Regions from separate parts of the Zea mays genome. Here region 1 is linked to region 2. A link is a contact called in public Hi-C data. All regions are on one chromosome and are shown on one strand. The core of a region is the stretch at or near the end of the contact, and the rest is flanking DNA. Distances in the headings are between cores, read along the strand shown. Region 1 has its middle 51 kb from the start of LOC100381935. Region 2 holds the start of LOC100279270.

Evidence for each region. Hi-C and Micro-C count contacts between places; a contact is called where the count stands out from the background.
Region 1: a contact with region 2 is called in a Hi-C map of leaf, with 4 times the contacts expected there. The contact joins the enhancer-like site here to the promoter of LOC100279270 in region 2. A contact is called at or near these places in 6 of 25 Hi-C or Micro-C datasets (leaf and tassel) and 1 of 3 datasets of contacts at active chromatin or transcription factors (leaf).

What each region holds. Positions count from the first base shown.
Region 1 is chr10:86,984,563-86,990,262 of Zm-B73-REFERENCE-NAM-5.0, reverse strand. No RefSeq gene overlaps it. Among protein-coding and RNA genes, the nearest start is that of LOC100381935, 51 kb to the left of the region's middle. Within about 2 kb of position 3,817, at least 14 of the 20 cell types and tissues checked have an H3K27ac peak or open chromatin away from gene starts, as enhancers often do. A contact at or near this core is called in leaf and tassel, where this site is marked.
Region 2 is chr10:86,890,095-86,895,806 of Zm-B73-REFERENCE-NAM-5.0, reverse strand. It overlaps LOC100279270, which reads left to right and starts at 2,729. Exons shown (of 20, transcript NM_001152291.1): 1 at 2,729-2,788; 2 at 2,948-3,134; 3 at 3,351-3,414; 4 at 3,537-3,626; 5 at 3,744-3,800; 6 at 3,902-3,950; 7 at 4,114-4,190; 8 at 4,281-4,320; 9 at 4,416-4,510; 10 at 4,661-4,828; 11 at 4,941-5,051; 12 at 5,143-5,230; 13 at 5,312-5,378; 14 at 5,465-5,540; 1 more. The coding sequence starts at 2,974. LOC118473564 (a long non-coding RNA gene) reads right to left here and starts at 3,103. Exons shown (of 3, transcript XR_004853191.1): 1 at 2,926-3,103; 2 at 1-1,771.

The DNA.
Region 1 (5,700 bases), core at 2,568-5,067, 93 kb before region 2:
CGAGGTCGCCGCGTACGAAGTTTTCTTCGGCAGAGTAGGCACCCACTTTGACGAAGCTAGTTTTCAATTTCTTCACACAATCCAAGGATTTCTTGAAACACCTTTCCTTGGATTGGCGAAGTTCTTCAACATTTTTCTCTAGATAATTTTTCCAGTACTCGCTGATCTCTCGATTGGCCTGTGCGAGCGCGCAATTCTCTTTAGCTTCGGCCAGCTGTCTCCGAAGATCTTCAATTTCTGTTTTCTGAGCTTCGGCCTGGGCTTTATAATTAGCTTTGTCTTCCTTTACTTTATTTACCAAAGAAATCAAAATTTTATCTTTCTCTAGACCTTCGTTTCCTAGTTCAATCACTTCTGAACGAAGGTTATTAAGGGCCATTGTATAGCCTTCGTCTTCAGTATTCTTCTGCGCCCTAAGGGCATTACTAAGAATTAAGCCCTGCAAAGAGGAGGAAAGAATTGAGCATGGCAAATGAAATACTTCATTCTCAAATTCAAAGTTAACTTCTATACCTTTATATTGTTGTATGCTAGGCTGTTAGCAAGATCATCCTTCGACAAAATCGAAAGGCCATCTTCCAGCTTCGGGAATCCCATGCTCTTACCTATCTCCCAGCAAACGAATATTTCTTTGTTGTTCGGGAGACAGTATAAGAAGTCATCATCGTTAGTGTCGTTAAACACTAAGGATCCTTTCGGATATTTCAGTTTTTGAGCATAAAGCCTTGCTTCCGCGATTTCATCTTCGAACAATTTCTTCCCTGAAGCATGTCGATAAATGTAATCAGCAGCTTCGGCCGGTGCTTCGGAGGCAGGAGATTTTGCCCTTTTTACCATATCTTGCTCTGCTGTCAGAATGGTATCCGAAGTTTGCTGATCAGCTTGGACTTCAGACGTGACAGCCTTTGTCTTGCTGGGCATTGAGGGCCCAGCTTCGGCTTGCCCAACTTCGGCTTCGGCCTACCCAGTTTCGGCTTCAGTTTGCATTTTGGTAGCTTTAGCAATTTTCTTTGAAGGAGCGGGGCTCAAGACCTTTATAGTCTCTAGCACAACATCCAACACGCTGGCCATTCTTCTCCTCTTGGGAGTTGCGGCAGAAGCCTTTTGCACCTTCGGCAGTTTTGCCTCTGTTGAAGGACTCAGAATTTCTGGCATTTTCATTGTTTCTTCCGTCTGTGGCTCTTCGGCCTTTTCATCTTTAGAAATGGCTGGCCCGACTATAGGAACCTTCGGCACTTTAGTCGGCTCTTCAGCGCTCTGCACAATTGGAGCAGTTTGTGTTGCTTCGGCTGCTGAAGAGGATCCCTACGCCAAAATCAGGTACTACGGCCGGTTCAATATAACGCGTCCGGTGGGTCAGAACCTTCACCTTTTTGCTCTTCGACTCAGCCGGGGTGACCGAAGCGGCAAATTTCCTCTTTTTCTCTTGCCCTCGCAGCGGGTAACGGTAATCAGGGTATAGGAAGCCAATAACATCAAATACCTTGTTTAATCTTTTCTTGCCCCGACCTCCAAAGGCTGCGGACAAAGCATTATCTTCGGCCTTGGTGTATGCTCTAAGTAGCTCATCGCTGGTAGCTTCGATACACTTCAGTCAGTCATCGTTCTGCTCATCAAACTTCTCCCTAAATCTGAAGGTATACTTCAGTCGGACCAGACCACCCTCATTAGAGCTGGCGGCGGTCTCCTTCGGCATATCCACGCTTTCCACAAGTGGACATACCCTGAAGGATATATGCTCTTGAATCTAATCCCTTGTGCCAATGAAGGCATACACAGTGCTAAAAGCCCTCTAACATGCTTCAACATTGCCATCAATTTCTACCTTTGGCCTTCGGAGGCCGAAGCGAGACCAGATGTGTCACTGAATGATTTCTTTAATGTCTTCCCTTGCCTTTCAATCATTTTTTAACATAAAACCACTCCCTTATCCAGGACCCAGGCCATCTTTTCCGGAATGTTGGGACCAGGTGGCTTGCATTGGGGCGAGCAATAAATCCATAACAACCGAAGTTGTTGTGGTACTGTTCTTTGCTAGTAGCCTTCGTCTCATACAAGAGCTCGTGCATGCTGCAGAAGCACTTTGCGCTCGGCTCTAGCCCTTGACTCCTCACAGCCCAGACAAAAATCCCCATCCTAATTATAGCTTCGGGGGTGATCTGATGAAGGAAGATCTGGTACATCTTCAGCACTTCAACCACAAACTTGCTTAAAGGGAACCGAAGACCAGCCTTAAAAAAGCTTTGGTAGATAACAACTTCATTTTCCTCAGGGGCAGGGACGATGTTGTCTCCGCCAACTCTCACGATAGACATGTCACGAAAGTACCTTCCTCTCATGTTGTCAAGATGACTCTGTTTAATAGTCGATTTTCCGAAGACAGTATGGCTTGGTCGCCAGGGCCGATCTTTAGAATCTTCGTCTCCACTTTCCATATCATAACTATCACTGTCATCAGTATCTTCAGACAAACCTTCTAGTATCTCTTTAGTAATCTTCTTTGTGTTTGTTTTTGACAAAGAATCAATAAACCTGGCGATAAAAGGATCCATAGTTTTTTTCTTCAAACAACTTCGTCTCCTCAGTTAGCTTCGTCTCCGCAGTCATCTTCTTTTCCTCAGTCATTTTCCCCTAGACATGGTGAAAACACGTCTTTAAACTGAAGCTCGAAAAGCTTGAAAATCAGGCGAGAACCAGTGAGCAAGAGCTAAAAAGTTTGAGAAAATAACGCGAATGCTAGAAATGGCGTATCAAATGTTGCCGGTGTGGGTTCATATTTATACGCCCAGTGCTTTGCAACTTGGTGGACCCCACCTGTCATTGACTATTGCTATTCTAGCAAAGGGAAGGTTTTTTCGGACCTTCGGCTTAAGGCCTTCGTTCATGTCGCAGTCTGAATTCATTGTTATAACAAATTAATACTGCGAGGGACTACTGTTGGGGGCCTTCGTCTTCCGAAGGTCCTCAAAAACATGATTTAATAATGTTTCCCAAGTATAATATATGTACAGGTACCTTCGGACTCAGAATAAAACTGTACACGATATGAAAAGCATGGTCGAGACGAAGGATGATGCAGCTCCGAAGCTACGCGCAAGGGAGCTTTGGCTCAGCGGTGGGAAAAGGAACCGACTTAAAGGGGAAAAGGTTATTTAGTCCTCGTTGGATTGTCCTTACGTCAATAGTAAACATAAAGGGCATGAATGTAATTTTACACAGGCTGCGCCCTGTGCCTATAAATAGATGAACAGTACCCCCGTACTATTCACGCTGACTTGTATTCATTCTTGCGTCACGCTTGGATTTTTGCCTCCTGTCAAGCCGAAGGTACTAATGTAATTCAATATTGTTCATATTCACTTATGATGATTTAATAAAGATATATTAAAGATGATGTATAATTATCCATGTTGTCTCTCATGTTTCATATGCTTCTTCTTTCATTAATATATACTGCGATGATGAAGGTACGTCCTTCATGACCCTCGTCTGAAGATCATTATATCCTAAGGGAGATAATGCTTCGGAGGACGAAGGGCTTTAATCATTAACATTTTGTGTTGCCTTGTTCTTAATTTCATAGCATTTGAGAATAAGTCTCTAACAGTCTACATCCTTGGCAGCACTCAAAAAATTTCACTTCATTGCTTGAGCCAGAGTTTAAATTGCTACTTGAATCATTGAATGGTGTGTAAAACCCTAACCCACTGGGCTGTGAGTATTTCATATAATCGTATGGATCAAGTTACATGGATGGGCTGGGCTCAGGCCCATTTCATTTAGACAAGACAGTGATAGTCGGATGTTCCTCTTGGGCTGGGTTTATCTAGAACGGATCTGCATTCCTGTGTGCATGATTGATGGACTACAAGATTTGTTACAAGCCTGTTTATGCACGCACGCAGCTGTTGTCTTTTTTTTTCTTCTTTTCTTTTCAGAATGGGACCACCTGATCTCTCTCTCTCTTTGTTTCTGTAAGCCTTGAATCGAATTCAATGTTGGCCGATCAGCGTGCAGGCCCCTTCAATTCGCAACACAGCACAGCAATGTGATCGTTATGAAATGGGTGGCAGCTTTTATTTATGCGCATGTCGTGCGTACACTGTTGTGAAACGCAAGATCGATCGATCGATCGACAAACACACACACACACCCCAGTCTAGTTAGCTATTGCATTGTAGAGTCCGGTCACGCGAAATTAATGTGTCCCCTCTAACTAACTATTGATGCCGTTTTGTGCGCAACCCTAGCGTACATTAGCGGGCTAATGCATGATGCATCCAATTTGTGTGTTGCTCCATCGGTCGGCCGTTGATGCAGAGAAGAAGATAGAGCTGCTGCTGGTCGAGCTGTAGTGTGAGGAGTGCACACAATTTTTGCTCGATCCATAGCACAATATAGTGCTTAAGCCGGCCTGGCCAGTATAGCTAGAGAAATCAAGGTCGCTTCGCCTGGCAGACGGTTAATCTCTTACCAAGAGAAGAGGTCGATATATGATAGGATACTGGATGGATACATATAGGTAGATAGATAGTGAAGAAAGAAAGTGGGACACATGCATAAGTCAAATCTACAATGCTATTAACACGTAGATCTCATTTAATATAGGGTCTCTCAAGGGGTCTCTAGGAGTTAAATGAAACAAAAAGTACAGGATCATTCTCCATGCATATTGTTTTTTTAACTATATTTATGATACAAAGATTCAAAGTTGTATCATACATTTTTTAGGTGTATATGCCCCGAGGGTGAGTGAAAAAAAATCAAGAAACAGACTATTTACGAAGAAATTGTATCTACGCGACTGCGTTTATATATAATCTATAGACTATGGGTTGTATTATATAGTTTCTTAAATATGTTTTATACTTGAAAAACCGATCTAAAGGATTGGGGCTTGTATATGCCCCTAATACTATTCCTACCTATCATCTGTCAGCAAAGCAACTTGAATGCATGGAGCGACGGCGACCCCACGGAACGAAACAGTTAATTCGGACAGTCCACCAAGAACAGCCAATCAAATTTAATGGATAGTTGGATACAATAAATTTAGCTAGGTACAGCATAGTATTTATCTGTTGTGTACCTTTGGAAACTCCGAAAATAATACCAGAATTAAATCAAGCACACATACTACTATATGGGAATATATATATTACGGTAAGCATTTTATTGATTTGTTTCAGGTCAAAAACTTATGGTAAGTATAAGAAACTAGCATGCCGTACAATGGTGGACATATGTAAAGTTCGAATGTAAAGACCTTCAGTTTTGTGCGTAAAAATGCTCCATTTTGAATATAAAATACCGTACCAAAGTGAGAGACGTTGATAAACTCTGATATGTTGTATTCATTATCTAAAAATCCTCAGGATTGAACATAAAGTGTTATATAACAGCGTAAAACGCAACAAGGAGTGTTATAAATTAGCTACTGGATATACATAAATCATTGTTGGGGGCCTTTGTCCTCCGAAGGTCCTCAAAAACGTAATTTAACAGTGTTTGTCAAGTCTGATTTATAAACAGGTACCTTCAGATTCAGGACTAAAAAGCATACATGATAGGGACATGATCGTGACGAAGGTTGTCGCCGCTCCGAAGCTATGCACAAAGGAGCTTCGGCTCAATCACGAGAAAAGGAACCGACTTAAAGGGGAAAAAGCTATTCAGTCCTCATAGATTTTTCTATAAGCT
Region 2 (5,712 bases), core at 1,480-3,979:
GACCTGCAGTTCAAATCTGAATTCCAAGTTTCGAGTGACCTGCAGTTCAAATCTGAATTCCAAGTTTCAAGTGACCTGCAGTTCAAATCTGAATTTTCCGAAGAAATCCAAATAAACGAACTAAATCTACTAGATATTGAAAACACAGTTATAATTGTCCCAAAATGGTACGTGTATGTCTACATAGTGTAGAAACATACCACAAAAAGTTTGGTGACCAAAATAAAAAAATAAAAATATGCTTTACCGAGTGTCCACAGAAGACACTCGGTAAAGACCTCCTTTGTCGAGTGCCAGTTATTTGACACTCGGCAAAGAATCTGCTTTTGTCGAGTGTCTGCTTTCGGCCCTCGGCAAAGACTAACGGCCGTCAACTATAGACGGACGCTAACGGCCCTTTGCCGAGAGCCGTCTTTGCCGAGTGTTTGCCTCTCGGCAAAGGGCTCTTTGCCGAGTGCTTCGCTATGCCGAGTGTCCTGCACTCGATAAACTGTCTCGTTACCGAGCGTAAGACTTTACCGAGGGCGACACTCGGCAAAGCAGTCTTTGCCGAGTGCCCGATAAAAAACACTCGGCAAAGACTCCGGCACTCGGCAAAGACCCGGATTCCGGTAGTGTGAGCACACAAATCCATCCTAGTACGTGCACAGTGAAGTGACGTAACATACCATGCATCAATTTGTAATAAATAAATAAACAAATCCTTGTAAAAAAACGTCAATTATTACTTTTAACGCGAATATGCACGAACAGCCAAATAAATGCTCGCCCATCGGTACGTGCAAGTGCCCATCTTTGTCCAATATGCATACACCCCAAGCTAGCAGCCTAGCACCATAAAGTTTGTACCAAGCAAGAGCATCAATGGCACTGTTTCACCAAGAACTGGCCAGGGATTATTGCCATGTTGCTGCTGCAAGCCTGCAATCTAGTATGAATGTTTCCTCATGATACGAGGGGGCATGATTATGGATGGGCGTTGCTGACTTGCTCTTGCTGTTACTAGAGATCTTTTTTTCGTACAGAAATAGAAGCAGCTAATCGCAGCCGCGTTAAAATGAACATATCCGTTTCTTTCTTTTTTTTTATCTTGTAAAGACACACAGAAGAGTCTGATATATGTGTATACCGCAGCAGGGGGCTTCTCTTTTTGTTTATTTTTCGAAAACAAGACAAGTTTTAATTGCTTAAACACAGCTTAACTGATTTCATGCTTTGTTTTTTTAGATGCCCTTGTTGGGCGTGGGTGGACCGGTGGAGCCATTACCCATATCAGTTTCCAAGTTTGAATTCAGAATCTTAACTGAAAGAAGAAGAAGAAGAAAAAAAACACGATTCAGTCAATGAGTAGACATGTCAAGTTGGCAATTGGTTGATCCAGACTTAATAGTGACATAAAAAAAACAAGTTTTATTAGGACACTAGTATTTAATAGGCCGTCGTGGTGACAAATCCTTTGACCATGAAATAGGAAGGCGCGAAATAAAAAAAATGAACCATACAGATCGAGAGCAATAAAAAATGAAGATTATCAAACGGTACTACCACGCGTTAATAAGAAAAAGAAAGGTAGCAGCAAGCAAACTAGACAGAAAGCAGAAATACCCAACAACAAAAGCCCATGCAATGCAGTAACCATACCTTCCAACCAGAAAAGGCACGTCGATTGTGAGAGCGCACCAATCAGCAGAAGCAGCCAGATCTTCAGCCTGTTGGACTTGGACAGCCATCGACCCATCGTCTTCGTGCAAGAACCCCCCCTCCTGCTTGCCTGCCGGTAATTAAAACCTGGGGTTTCAGAATTCTGTCGGCCATGTCTGGAAAAACCTTTGTTGTAGAAAAGATGGATGGGGTCACTTTCGATCTCGTTCAGAAAGCTCTCGTGTCATGCTGTCCGTGCTACTCTTTTTTTTTTGTTAAAAAAATGGATTTTTGTACGCTTCTGCGCTCTGATCTCGCCGCCTTCGGTTTCCCCTGAAACCGGGGCAGGCTATACATGCTTCTTCTTTTTATATATATATACATATATTTACTATTACTAGTTATTAGGCATTATTCTAGAAAGCGAATCATGTTGCTCTTGGTACTTGGTAATAGTTAAAATATTGTAAACCTTAAGAGCTATACATGGCCAGCAGGCACTGTATGATCCAAATTCCACGGCCCAAACAATCTACAAACAACGGCGGTAAACCTTGAGAGCTAGCAGAACAGAAACACGTTCGGCTGGAATACAGCAGTAGCTACTGAAGCTGTAATTTATAAAGATAAAATATTGTATAAGTGACAGCCGTAGTTGAAAAGCCGCAGCAAGGTGCAGCGAACGATATCCGATATCCTGTAGCAAGGGAAAGGGAGACGCAGGGCAGCAGTTATTCTCGGGCCAACTACCCTCACCCTCCTCCTCTTCCTCCCTCTGCCCGCGTGGTGAGGTGACGCGTCATGTAGCACCTCTCTCTCCGTGAGAAAGGCCGATTCTTCACGCGCTCAGCGCACACACAAATTAAGCTTAATCCTTGGAAGTCTCTCTCTCTCTCTCGCTAAACATGGGCTTAAGAAGTTCCAGTTCAGCAGCGGCGCTCGGTTGGTTAGCGTGGGGCCCGGGCCCCCGCCAACACTTCTCCTCCATCCGCACACAACCTCTCTTCGCCATGGCACCCTTGCCCTCGGCATACCGCATATATAGGGAAGGAAGAGGCCTCTCTTCTCCCTCCCATCGCCAGGGCGTCGGAGCGAGCTCATTCTCAACTCGACTCAAGAGCTCTGCCTCCTCCATCTTCCCTTCTCTGTAATCTCTCTCTCTCTCTCTATCTCTCTCTCTCCCTCTCTCTGTACGAATAGCTGTAGCTCAAATTGATCCTCTTGCTTGGGGCTTTATATGCTACAACCAATGGAGCAACTGAAGTGAACCAAAGACGAGCTAACCTTTCCAGTTCTGGACGTTCAGGGCCTCCGGAGCCACGCTGATCAGAGATGGAGGCGAATCCGAAGAACACCTTCACGATCAAAGTGGAGGACGGGAAGCCCGGGAAGGACGGCCGGCTGGCGGTCGGACCGGTGTTCCGGAGCGTTCTGGCCAAGGATGGGTTCCCGCAGCTTGAGCCTGACATGAAGACATCATGGGACGTGTTCAGGTAACAGTAAGACACGCACGGCGGCTGGCTGAAACAACAGCCAAGAACTCGCTCGCACGTCTAGCTACTCTCTCTGTTTTTCTTTATTGCTCTTTGGATTTTTCAGTTACAGAATCTGTAAAATATCAGACACACGTAGATTATCTATACAGTGCTCAGAAAAATCTTGGTGATGGTTGGTGTGTTTATAATTTTATATTATATGCACTTGTGCAGGGTAGCAGCAGTCAAGTATGCCGACAACCGGATGCTCGGATGGCGTCCGTTCAAAGATGGAGTGGTATGCAAACTTGGGTTAAACGACAGCACCATGAGTAGTGTTCTACATCAGTTCAGGTCTTCCTTAGCTTTACAATTTCCATCTGTATGGCTGGTAAAAACCGCTACGTTTCCGCCTTCTAGCCAGGGCCCTACTTGTGGAAATCATACAAGGAGATCTACGACGAGGTGCTGCAAGCAGGCTCTGCGTTGCAGAAGCTGGGAGTGCAGCCAGTAAGAGCATAAACTGGTCTCGCGTCTTCGTATTTCGTAGAGGTCCTAGAACATTTCAGCGATGGATCAGACCGAACTGATGCTTCTTTGTTTGGCTCTCGTACTGTACTGTACCAGGGTTCCCGGGTGGGGATCTACGGAGCGAACTGTCCTCAGTGGATAGTGGCAATGCAGGTAAACTGCCAGCCGTGACTTGTATGAATTTTAAGCTTTTAACTCTCCCCGTCAGATCTTTTTCTGGATAAACTGTGTTAATCCACAAATGATTTCTGCAGGCTTGCAATGGCTATAGTCTAGTCTGTGTCCCACTGTACGATACTTTAGGTAAGTGTGGGAGACCATTGAATCGTAGGCCCACCACCCACGTCATAGAATGATTCAGATCAAACAATAAAAAGATATTGGAACACATACGCTTTTATTTTTAATAAGGAATCAAATGTAAGGCATTAGAAATTCAGAGCCAATACCTTTCCATGGCATACAGGTGCGGGAGCTGTCGACTACATCATCGATCATGCCGAGATCGATGTTGTCTTCATACAGGACAAGAAAATAAAAGAGGTCTGGTTCAAAATGAGTGTTGTCCATGTTGCTACCTCTAGGATCTTTCATGTAAAATTCTGACACTACATGAGATCTTCTCATCTGCAGATACTGTCCCCAAACTGCAAGTCTGCCAAGAGACTGAAAGGTAAGCTAGCAGCGTCAAAAAAAAAAGGGTCCATCTGTAGTTTAGAAAGATTATATTTCCAGACATCATTATCCAGCACATGGACATGGTTACAGCATTGGTGGCGTTCACTTCGGCGACAACTGAACAGAACAAAGAAGCGGATCAAATTGGGATCAAAATGTATGCCTGGGACGATTTCTTGAAAGTGGTAGGCGCATTGGTTGTTGGTCGTTTACAGTTCAACCTACTGACAAACATCTAGACAAACCTATTCAGGTTTCAGAGTCAGTTTTGTAGCGATGTAATGTTTACGATGGTTATATTTGTAACCAAGTGATGCTTTGGAACTGGGTTTCAGGGGAAGGATAATCCTCGTCAACCTTGCCCTCCGCAAGCAAGTGACATCTGCACTGTCATGTACACGAGTGGGACAAGCGGACAGCCCAAAGGTGTGATGCTGACCCATGAAAGCCACGCCATGTATGTGAAAGGGGTGGACCTCTTCATGGACCAGTTTGATGATAAGGTCAGCCACATCCTACACTGAACTGAAACCTGAGCATGATCTGATAACAGTTTTCTGTTCTATATGATATGATGCATGGCTGAATACTAACTTGATACCTTCATGTGATCAGATGACAACAGATGATGTCTTCCTGTCGTTTCTCCCGCTTGCTCACATCCTTGACCGCATGATCGAAGAGTATTTCTTTCACAAAGGGGCCTCAATTGGCTACTACCACGGAGTGAGAGAACCCACTGCATTAGCATCTCTAATCATGCAAGTAATCATTCCTTAATCATTAAGCAGGAACCAAATGTTTGCTTTCTTGTCAGGATCTGAATGCCTTGAGGGACGACATTGTGGAGCTGAAGCCGACTCTACTGGTTGGGGTGCCCCGAGTGTACGAAAGGATTTATGAAGGTAGTGAAATAAGAACATCTCTATCAACTACTAAGCTCAAATTTCGTTAACGAAAATAACCCCTTATATGAATGGCTCTAGGTATCTTGAAGGCCATTGCGGAACTCAGACCTCTAAGAAGGGTCATCTTTAATGCTTTGTACAACCGGTAAGTTGTCTGGCATGCATTCTGAGCTCCTTCTAGCTGCAAATCGACTATATCTTACTGTAGTTTTTTTTTTTTTTGAAATTCAGCAAACTGGCAAGCATGAAAGCAGGCTACTCGCACAAAACCGCTTCACCTTTCGCGGACATGCTGGCTTTTCGCAAGGTTACATGCTTCTTTGACCTGATATCTACCTACCTTCTGAGAACAAAATAAACGTATACAGCCAGATTACTACTTCTGCAGAAAGAAAGAAAGAAAAAAAAATATCAGTGGAAGCAGCACTTATAATTTCTATGCCGGGCACTTCTTGTTATGATTTAGGTCAAGGCAAGGC